3 separate regions of the Mus musculus genome follow, and all the other regions are linked to region 2. The links are chromatin contacts, called in public HiChIP or PLAC-seq maps. All regions are on one chromosome and are shown on one strand. The core of a region is the stretch at or near the end of the contact, and the rest is flanking DNA. Distances in the headings are between cores, read along the strand shown.

Region 1 (3,636 bases), core at 979-3,478, 800 kb before region 2:
TTAGGATGTGGGAGGTACACCTCTTTGCTCCAGGTTTTGGGGTGAATTGTGGTTTTCAAAATTCACATATATTTCAAAGTTGCTTCACCAACTAAAGAGAAACCATCTAAAGTTTTCTTGTGCAAAGGAATATACAGCCATACCCCTCAAATATGCACTATGTTTGCATTTTATTACACCGTTCTTTGGGACATTGGCACCAAAGATATGAAAATCTAAAGTGACATTGGTACAGTACACATTCAAGGCTAGACTTCAGTTCACTCTGTAGCCCAGAGTGGCCTTGGACTTGGGGTTCTGTTTTGGCCTCTAATGTTTAGAGGATCACAGGCCTATGCCACAATGCTTAGCTGTCAACTGCTTTTTAATAATTGATACAATAATTTCTTTCCTTTCTTATTTTCTTTGTTATTTTAATTTAGATGCTTTAATTCTTGGAAAGGATTATAAAAAATCCTAGGGATCAAAAGATGGAGACCATCTTTACAGTATTAGAAGAGAGATAAAAGATAACTTCAGAGCCCTCATCAAAGACAGGAAATGAATAAGCTGATCTGAATGCCACCAGGGCTCAGAGCCGCTCCGTGGTGAACACTTAGTCTGCTGAGTGATAAGTGAGGGTGTGAGTGCTGGATCAGGCCCCTTTGATACCCTAGCCTAAGCCTCTATCTTCTTGTATGATGTGCAATGGGCCACTGGCCTAAGGTCTGGGTTCTGTGTTGGTTATTGTGTCATCATGACACAAACTAGAGTCACTCAGAAAAGAGGGAACTGCCTCCATGGGATCTGCCAATGGGAACAACAGACAGCAAATGGGAACGCTTTCAAAGACGTGGAAGCTACTGCACATGTTATGAGTCATGGTTGTCCTTCTTCTGGACTGTGTTGTACAGGCTGGTTTTGTGTCAACTTGAGACATAAAAGGAAAGAGCCTCATTTAAGAAAATGCCTCCATGAAATCCAGCCGTAAGGCATTTTCTCAATTAGCGATCAAAGAGGGAAGGTCCAGCACATTTTAGATGCTGTCATCTCTGGACTGATGGTCCTGGATTCTGTAAGAAAGAAGGCTGAGCAAGCCAGGGGAAGCAAGGCAGTAAGCAGCACTCCTCCATGGCCTCTGCATCAGCTCCTGGTTCCAGGCTCCTGCCATGTTTGAGTTGTATCCCTGACTTCATTTGGGGATGAACAGCATCATTAAAATGTAATCTGAATAAACCCTTTTCTCTCCAACTTGCTTTTTGGTCACAGTATGTTGTCACAGCAATGGAGTGGCTATAGGAGGCAGAGACCACCACTGTTCAGCCTTTGCCTAAGACCAAGTGCGTTAGCAAGGGCCATGCCATTTTGTAGGGCTCCTTCGTTTCTGATGAACCGTGACAATTAACGTTAGTACAGTGATTTGGTTCATATAGCTAAGGCAACTTCTTAGCAAGAGGTGATCAGGAAAGATGTTAATGATCACTAACATCCTTTAACTCAGCGCCCATTGGTTACTCCCAGCAACAGCTAACTGTGGTCAAAAATGAGGAAAGTTCCCAATACCATACCTTCCTCTAAAACCTTTAAGGAGGGATCCTCACGTTGCCACATGGACCAAAACTCTTCTCAGAGACACCACTGTGCTTATATCTATCTGCCTATTGATGGCACTGATAACTTTTTAAATAAATAAGTCTCTAAGCTAAAGAGACCACCCATCTCAGTGGATTGAACCCAAAACCCAACCATTCAATGTATAGAAGTTTGAAAGCAGGACCTTAAGTGAAGAAGGCAGGTGTGCCTCCTAGTCATTATAAAAGACCCAGATTGCTTCCAGCGGAGGGACTCCATTTCCATGTTGTACCAACCTGCAGCATCGCACAGTACTGGTCTCTGAACTGCAATACAAAATCTGAGAAATTGTCCCCAAGATACTGACACTCTGGCGACTGCTATTTCTGCAAGAAACTTCTCTGACTCAGGTGTTACGTCTTCTGATTGCGTTTGTGATACTGGCAGGTTCCCGAATTGGGTCATAGGAGAGTTAACATCTCAAGGGCTTTCAGGGATTTACAATGCCCTGAGCAACCGCCCCAGCCAGAGGGACTCTAGTGCCCTCTAGTGGCAGGTGTAGATTATTAATGGAAGGAAAAAACATGGTTTGGTGAAACTTTCTCAGAGGCTGCTTGCTCAGAACTTTCTAGGTCCCTGTGGTTTTCCCCGTATGAAGTGTATTATTCACAGTCCCAACCACTATGTTTCTTAAGGCTTTGGGTGAACTTTATGGTAGCCCTCATGAGGATGTAGCCTGTAGAGGCACTACCATCCCCTACCCCTGTCTGTAGCCTATGTATCCATACAGGTGCCAGGAAAAGGTCCCAGCTCTGGGATGTACCCATGACACACTGTAGCAAACCCAAGCCTCCATTTAGAAATACAACTTTGTTATCTTCTCTTTTTCATGGTTGACCGATCAGGAAGTTTCTGGGCATGTCAGCCTTGGGTGGCAGACCACACTTTTTCATCTGGTATCAGAGAACAGAGTGACTTTGAAAACTGTCCAGAGTTAGTTCAGAGGGGTTCAGATGACAGGAAGTGCTGCCCCAGAATGGTTTTGTTTATTCACACTCCTGTCTTCAGATAAAGCTGGTCTCTGATGGGTGGAAGCTGGTCACGCTCTTCTCAGGGACAACTGCATGCTGTCCTGTCTATTGCCATGGATTATCTTACTTTATAGTGTTGTAGAGAACACCTTTCCATCACTGCGACAAAGCACCTGAAGAAAATAAGCTGAGAAGGTAAAGGGCCTCATAGGACATTTCATCCTATGGTCTCTTGGTCCCACTGCTTTGAGGGGCTGAGGCAGAAGATCATGGAAGGAACACGAGGAAGAGGAAGCTGTTCACTTCACGATGGCCAGGAAGTATAGAGACAGATAGGAAGAATGAGGCCTCAATACCCCCTTTAAGGACACCCCCAGTGATCTAACTTCCTGCCAAAGGCCCTATTTCCTAATGGTCCCACCATTCTAAAAGCACCAATTGCTGGGAACTAAGTGTTAACACATGAGTCTTGGAGTCTCTCTCTCTCTCTCTCTCTCTCTCTCTCTCTCTCTCTCTCTCTCTCTCTCTCCCCCTCCTTTCCTTATCCCTCCCCTCCCTCTTTATCCATTTATTCTCGGTGTTTGTGTTCAGTATGCCATCTTTGGGCATACTTCCCTTTCTTTTTTTCTTTTCTTTTTTTTTTAAATATTTTTATTACATATTTTCCTCAATTACATTTCCAATGCTATCCCAAAAGTCCCCCATACCCTCCCCCCCCACTTCCCTACCCACCCATTCCCATTTTTTGGCCCTGGTGTTCCCCTGTACTGGGGCATATACAGTTTGCATGTCCAATGGGCCTCTCTTTCCAGTGATGGCCGAGTAGGCCATCTTTTGATACATATGCAGCTAGAGTCAAGAGCTCCAGGGTACTGGTTAGTTCATAATGTTGTTCCACCTATAGGATTGCAGATCCCTTTAGCTCCTTGGGTACTTTCTCTAGCTCCTCCATTGGGAGCCCTGTGATCCATCCAATATCTGACTGTGAGTATCCACTTCTGTGTTTGCTAGGCCCCGGCATAGTCTCACAAGAGACAGCTACATCTGGGTCCTT
Region 2 (3,650 bases), core at 740-3,239:
CCAGATGCCATGCTCTAGCCTTTGTTGTTCTGCAGACCCTAAATCACGTTTGCTCAATTTTACATTCCTAGAGTTCATTTTCAAATGCATACCCCTACCATATCAGCATAGAGACAGACAAAATTATTTGTGGGTTTAAAATGCTTAGCTGGGAAACACATTGCCCTAGCAGTTGTCAAATTATTAGTGTTGTCTGATCATGCTTTCTAAACATTTCTTCATTGAGCATATTGAGGACTATTTATGCATTTGTCTGTCTGATTGTCTGTCTGTCTGTCTATTATCTATCTGCCTATTATCTATCATCTACCTGTCTATCAAACATCCATTATCTGCCGTCTCTTTACTCTCTATGTGTCACCTATTTACCATCTCTCTCTCTTTCTATTACACATCTATTTATCTATTTGATCATCTATTGTTTCTCATCTATTTACTAATCATTTTATTATGTATTAATGTCAACTCTTATCTATTGATTAATCAATAGATCTATAATCACATCTATCAACATATGTTGATCAATTGGTCTATCATTTGTCAGTTTTCTACTTATTATCTATTGGTGTACATTCATATTTACCTGTTCATATTGATCTGTGTGGAAATGATACAACAAAAGAGCATTTAAAAACAACTTATTTATTTATGATTGGTGTAAGTTTTCTTTTAGCCTCTAACCACTTCTTCAAAGTCCACCAAAAATGAAGGCCAAGAGGCAGTGAACATATCTCAGTTGGCAGAGTACTTGCCTAGCACGCATAAAGTCCTGAGTTCAAACCCTAGGACTAGAAAGCCAAGCATTTCACAGTGCTGATTCTAGAAGTTGGATGAATAAGAAGTTCAAGTGATCCTAGACTACCAAGTTCAAAGGGCCATGTAAGACTCCTTTAAAATAATAAAAAACAAATCACCAAATAAACCAACAAAAGCTTTAAACAAAGCCAAATCTAGGACCCCTGTCTTAGTGCATAGACAGTTAAAATAACAAAGCATCAGTGTGTGACAACGGATGTCTTATCATAGCATCTCATGCTGACTGTTAATTCGACAGATGCTTGCTGAAGCTCTGGTAAATATCAGGCATAGGAATTCTCAATATCAGGAATTGAGAATTCAAAAAAATCCATTTCAGGTCCTCGAAGAAGCCACATGACTAATCAGTTGAGGTGAAATATGTGTCTTTCAAATATAATAAGAACTAATTGCCAATTCTGAGAATACTGAAGGCTGCCTAGGTCCCTTTCCAAGAAGCATGTTATCTGATGAGCATGTTTATTCTCTGGTCTCTGGTGTCCAGACCACATTCTCTAGGGCTTTTCCTTCACAGACAATAACAGTCTCCAAGGGATTATCCTGTGTGTATATTTGTGCTTTTCAGTGTCTGCCATGGCACTCTGTGGCTCTGTGATGTAAACACTTATCTTCAGGTCATGTGATTTGGTCTCCTCAGAGCCACAACATTGTCCTGGCAACAGCTTTGATAGTAGGGTAAGTAAACTGATTTATAGACTCTATCTGAAGCAGCACACATCAGGAACATTTATCATATTCTAGATGTAGTTGTAGATGAAGTTGACCTAGGTAGTTCCAGGGAGGCAAACATTTGAAATGAGTCCCGGAAACGTTTTTCATCTTGAATTGGCATTGAAATATACGGATCGGATGTCTTGGCTTATGTCTACGGGCTGTTCATAGGGTTAATTCTATTATGGAATGGCACTATTCTGTTTCTCTGCCCAGTGTGTCTAAAGTTACCTTCTGTAATGGGTAGTATACAGCTTTGGCCACCAGATGTAACTGTCCCTGACTTGAGCCGTAACAATAGCTCCAACCTCACTTGCGAAGAGCAACCAAAACAAGCTGAGGAAAACGCTTCCTTGCCGAAAGAACACGTGTTCCAGAACGCGAGCTGCAGCAGACAGGCTACGTTCTTCTGCAGTTGACATTCTTTCCCCACTGACTTATTTTTACTTTCTGTTTGACTTGGCTTGCTTTTCTTTTTCCCTAAACGGTTTCTTCAGTCCTTCCTCCCTGGTAGGGTTTCCAGAGTGAAAGTCCTTTCTGCCCACACTTCGCAGAACTCAATGCAGACTCTTGTCCAGGGTCACTTGACGTCAAGGCTGACTTTTAAGTTTGCCAGAAAGACGATCTTTAGGGAACAGTTGACACCATCACTTTCTCTCTTTAGCATACAGCTACAAGCTGCCGAAGTTTATAGTTTACAAATTGCATTTCTAAACAATTTAATAAAAGGAAGACAAGAGGAGACTTTGAACACTGACAACTAACTCTTTTAAAAGACTTTTAACATCAGCATGTGTTAATTCATTACTCACTCCTCTCCCTCTCTCCTTGAGTTTTAAAATGCTTTAAACATTCCATTGCTTTTAGAATGCATACTTAAAAATCATTTATTTCTATCCCCTGAGATCATTCTATATTGTTTACTTTGTATGCTTGGATGATGTGCCCTCTGGATCTTAATAAAATCTACTTGAAAGCTTACATTGTGCTTATTTATAATTTTGAGTCTGTAGAAATTTCTCCGTTTAACAATAACTTTCTTGACTCTGTTCTCTGACATAAAAAATGGTTCTTGAAACCTTCTCTCTTCTCTTACTATTTAATCCATCCCATGACACCTTTTCCCCCTCCCTTTATTTTTTTTAACAGCCTGTCACTGAGTATTTGTTTACCAAATGTTACTTTTCTTGGATAAAATCTATTTTTGAGGCCTGCAAAAGCCAACAACTGTTTGATGCTGTCAGGCTTCGCTTTTATTTATGCATGAATAACATAAATAACTTGAAAATGACCCTAGCCTGTTTTTCTCAGATTTAGAGAGAGAGAAAAAAGTGCTTCCGGGCAATGTTTATGCCAAACCTCCTCATGCCAACTTTCCGGTTTTGGTGCCAACTGGTGTTTACAGCCAAGTTGTAAACCTTTGGTAAACACGACCCGTAATAAAAAGGCCAAGACAACCTGAACCAGGGCACTAAGGAATGGGTGTAAGTTTACTCTAAGACCAAAATTCTAACAGGAACAGAAGTGGGGAGTCAGCCAACTATGAAGTGCTCTCTCCAACCCACTGTAGCATGGAGAATACACAAATGATGGGTTTGTCTGCTAAGATCCCATTAACCCCACTTAGGCATTTTATTGGTTTCCTTTGCCACTGATTCAGAGAAGCCCAGTGATAAATTCAAAGTACCAGCTTTTATGTTGCCCAGTGGTTTGTTGTTGTTTGTTTGTTTGGTTGGTTGGTTGGTTGGGTTTGGTTTTGAATGTAAACTCTAACCAGGAGTAGAGATAAGAGCCTTAGCCTTGAGATGCTGTGTTATGTTGATAAGGACTGGCCAGAGTGCTTAAGAAAGAATCAATAGGCCCTTTTAAAATAAATTCAGAGATACCCATCCATGCCTACATTTTTTGAGTATGATGTATTCTGTATGTTGTTTATAAAACGCAAAGAAAAATATGTTCTTTATTATTTTTATTATTACTATTACTGCTACTAGTAGTACTATTCTCTCATATATCTCATTTATTTCCCCCTTCCACCCAGTCTTCCCTCCTTTCCCTTCTCCAGATCTACTTCTCCATTTCCCTTCCGAAGAGGGCAGGCCTCCCAGGGATATCAACCAAAG
Region 3 (3,597 bases), core at 661-3,160, 530 kb before region 2:
GCATGCCTATGTGTGGACATTTTATCTCTTGCCTATTCTAGTTTTAAGTTTTGTGCTAAAAATAGACAAATAAATAAATTGATACTGGATATAACTGATTCTTGTCTATGACGGAGGAAATTTTAAAGATAGTAGACAGACCTAACATGTCTATAATTTAAGAATGGTGATTTTTTTTATTAAGTTTGAGACAGTGTATATGTTTGTGAAAGTATGTAATCTAAAACGAAACAATGACCTTGTGACTACATAGACTATTTTATGCCATTAAGTGCTGTGCTGCCTGGTTTGGGTTGCCAACTTGACTGGATTAAGAGATGCACAGGACAACGAAATACATGTGTACTTCATAGGAAAATAGGCAGCTGGGGAATCTCCAAGGTTGCGTGGCTCTGTCTAAGTGACCTTGGGAATTTATTGGACATACTTCAATCTCTGAAATTGCCACAATAGTGTGGGGTGGTTTCCTATTCAGAAAGAGGCTGACCATCCCCTACTTCTATAGTCAGCTTCTCAGAGATCACATCTGAATTTCAGATGGTGTTTTTACAGTGGTAGGATGACTCCAGAAGTAGAAAGGGAAGACGGAGAGGAGCAGTAGGAGGAAGGAGAGGACTAAGAGGTTCAAAAGAAGCAGGTGGAGAAGATGGGAAGGGATGGAAGAACAGAGGATGGGAAGGAGGAAAAGGAAAATGAGGAAGGGGACCAGCAGGAAGGAAGACGAGTTTGAGAATCAGGAAGAGAAGGAAGGAAAGATGAGGAGCAGGAGGGGAAGAGACAGACTCATATTTAGAATATCCTTTTGAATCACAATGCAAATGTTGTGTTAGCTGAAGCTCCCAGGTGACATTTGACAATGGTTTACTTCATGTCCTTATTTCGGGGTTGTGTTCATATATGATAGGCACGGGCCAGTGCACTAGCTACTGTGCCCAGGATTTGGCAGGCAGTTTTATTTGATGAGGCTGCTATCAAGTAATCTCTTGTTGTGGCAAAATCTGTGGCTGGGGGAGTTGCAGCCACTGTGGTCTCATGCTCTGGGTCAGGAGATTGAATTCTGAAGCGTAGACTTACCATCTCTGATCTTGGCTTCTAAATGAAGCGACCACTCAGTGAGGCATGCTATGTTGGGGCTCAGGACTGACAGAGTCATTATTGCACTTTCAACTTGATCTGTCTCCTGTGCAGCATGAGCTACTTTGCAAAATAAAATAAAACTTCTTAAAGCCAAATGAAGAAAAAAAAAAAAAAAAGGAAGTAGATTGTATCAAACAAGCTTCCTATTCTTAGCTACTGACACTGCCAAAAGCACAGGCAGAAGATCCTGCACTGGTTACTCACACACTCCCGCAGAGATACACACATGATCCAGGGTCTCTCTACTGTTTTGTTTTTTAAGTTTGAGCCAGAGCAATACTGACTAACCAGTATTAGGATCCTGGTTCTGCTACTTGTAAGCTATACTCAATAAGTCCCATTAGGACAAGAAACTTAAACTTGTTTACCTGTCCTGAGATTGTGACCAGCAATGAAATTATACAAATGCACGCATGCCTGCACATTTTCACACCACATGCATTTGTGTGCTCCCTTGAGAACACACAGCATAGAATCTGGTACAGGGGGAAGTAAGTGGAAACTTCTGATATATCTGCCAGTGAATATTTTCTCTTCCTTATACTGTGCTGAAACCGGTACACTGTTATCCTAGGTTTCCTGACTTCTTTCTGATTTCAGTACCCGGGAATAATAGCATAGAAGTAGTCACTAAAGTAGAAAGTGCTACCCAAGCTCAATTGCTTGAGCTTGGTCCATGTTTTCTTAATACTCCAGCCCTCAAAGGATCCCTGATGCCCTGGCGTAGTAATAGCTTCTGTTCCCTTCCCTCGAGGTGGCACTGCAGCCTGCTTCCTGCTGTTGCTGACCTCTGATCCTATTGGCTTTGAATGGCATCCATAATCTATTTAGGTCATCCCTAGTGTGAAATCTTCAATTCACCCTCTGGGTGCTTTCTTTCTGCTTGCAGAAGATGATGATCCACTGAGATAAACTGGAATGCTGGGTGGTCTTGACCAAACACAAAGAGAAAAGTGACTAGGCATAGAGATTAGCATGCTGGACTTAAGATGACTAAAGGAAAATGAGATTGTTAGGACTAGACTGAATCTGGTGTTCCTGGTGTCTTTGTAAAAAGAGGAGATTAAGACATGGACATCCAAGGGAGACAAGCATGTGTAAAGATGTCAAGGAAAAGAGAGTTAACTGTGGACCAACCCTGCTGAAACTTTGACCTCAGACTTCCAGGCTCCAGTATTGTGAGAAGACAGATGTGTGTCATTTAAATCACCTTTCTCTATTCTGTGGTACTTTGTTAGGGCCTCGCCAGACAACCAAGATACTTTGTTTTCCTAAAAAGAACTCATAGTCTTTAGTGGGCCAGTAGGACCTAGCACGGGAAGCAGGCCTGGATTCTAGTTTCTAGGTGCCTTAATTTTTTGTTGTTGTTGTTTTGAGAGGACAAGCTCTGTATTTCTTCTTCCTTTGTTTTATAATAGGGAGGCCCCACTAGGGTGGTTGTTAGACTCTACTTCACAAAGAGCTGACTTTCAGACAATAGAAACCTCCTTTAATGCCCTTATAGACAATGGACTACGCTTCACCAAAAGAAGTATAGAGAAGCAGAGAAATCAGTTGAGGTCAAACTGTTGGCTCTGGTGAACAGTCTCCTATGTTGCTAATGCCCAGCCTCTCACAATGAAACACTCTAGATTCCTATCTTGTGTTCTCAGAAGACAAAAAGCATCACACATATGTGAGAGTTGGTTAGAGTTAGAGTCGTCCAGTGAGTAAGCATTCCTGCTTCATTGTGTGTTAGGAAAGCCGTGTGAATTATGCATTCCATAAAGCAAAGTGGTGTCTTGTGAACTGTAAATCCAGTTTTAAAAGCATCTTTCTTGGAGTCATGTCTGATACCAGTAGGCAGGGGAAAAGAGGTGGGGAGCCTAGCCTTGGAGAGCAAAGGCTCCAAGTGGGCTTGCAGTAATCACAGAACAGCCAGGAGGAATTATCAGAGAAGGATAACCCCCGAGCATATGCTAGGAACTACAGGTTTTGGGTTTTTTTTTTAAGATTTATTTATTTTATGTATGTGAGTACACTGTAGTTTTACAGATGGTTGTGAGCCTTCATGTGGTTGTTGGGAATAGTTTTGGACCTCTGCTCCCTCCGGTCAGCCCTGCTGGCTCCCACCCAAAGATTTACTTTATTATTATACATAATACACTCTAGCTGTCTTTAGACACACCAGAAGAGGACATCAGATCTCATTCCAGGTGGTTGTGAGCCACCATGTGGTTGCTGGTATTTGAACTCAGGACCTTCAGAAGAGCAGTCAGTGCTCTTACCTGCTGGGCCAACTCGCCAACCTGGGGCTCCAGTTTTGACAGTAATGTCTAGGTGTTCTGCTTACAGGAGATGAAATCATGGTTGCTTATTATGACTATCATTTACTCTACTGGAGTATGGGGCATGTTACAGGTAGACTTCAAATCTTGGGCACATTCTTTACTGCTAAAATGAGGATATGTGTTTAATGGG

What was found. HiChIP or PLAC-seq counts read pairs in DNA pulled down with a chosen protein or histone mark.
Region 1: a BATF HiChIP or PLAC-seq map of CD8 T cells shows a contact between it and region 2, with 5 read pairs. The contact joins two enhancer-like sites. A contact is called at or near these places in 2 of 484 Hi-C or Micro-C datasets (both in uterus) and 2 of 115 datasets of contacts at active chromatin or transcription factors (CD8 T cells and large pre-B cells).
Region 3: an H3K4me3 HiChIP or PLAC-seq map of bone marrow-derived macrophages shows a contact between it and region 2, with 5 times the contacts expected there. The contact joins two enhancer-like sites. A contact is called at or near these places in 3 of 115 datasets of contacts at active chromatin or transcription factors (CD8 T cells, bone marrow-derived macrophages and pancreatic cancer cells).

What each region holds. Positions count from the first base shown.
Region 1 is chr13:6,514,158-6,517,793 of GRCm38.p6, reverse strand. No RefSeq gene overlaps it. Among named protein-coding and RNA genes, the nearest start is that of Pitrm1, 32 kb to the left of the region's middle. Within about 2 kb of position 2,228, at least 16 of the 459 cell types and tissues checked have an H3K27ac peak or open chromatin away from gene starts, as enhancers often do. A contact at or near this core is called in CD8 T cells, where this site is marked.
Region 2 is chr13:5,712,695-5,716,344 of GRCm38.p6, reverse strand. The region is part of intron 1 of Gm35330 (a long non-coding RNA gene); the gene reads left to right. Among named protein-coding and RNA genes, the nearest start is that of Gm35330, 10 kb to the left of the region's middle. Within about 2 kb of position 1,989, at least 178 of the 459 cell types and tissues checked have an H3K27ac peak or open chromatin away from gene starts, as enhancers often do. A contact at or near this core is called in CD8 T cells and bone marrow-derived macrophages, where this site is marked.
Region 3 is chr13:6,239,359-6,242,955 of GRCm38.p6, reverse strand. No RefSeq gene overlaps it. Among named protein-coding and RNA genes, the nearest start is that of Gm35615, 48 kb to the left of the region's middle. Within about 2 kb of position 1,910, at least 18 of the 459 cell types and tissues checked have an H3K27ac peak or open chromatin away from gene starts, as enhancers often do. A contact at or near this core is called in bone marrow-derived macrophages, where this site is marked.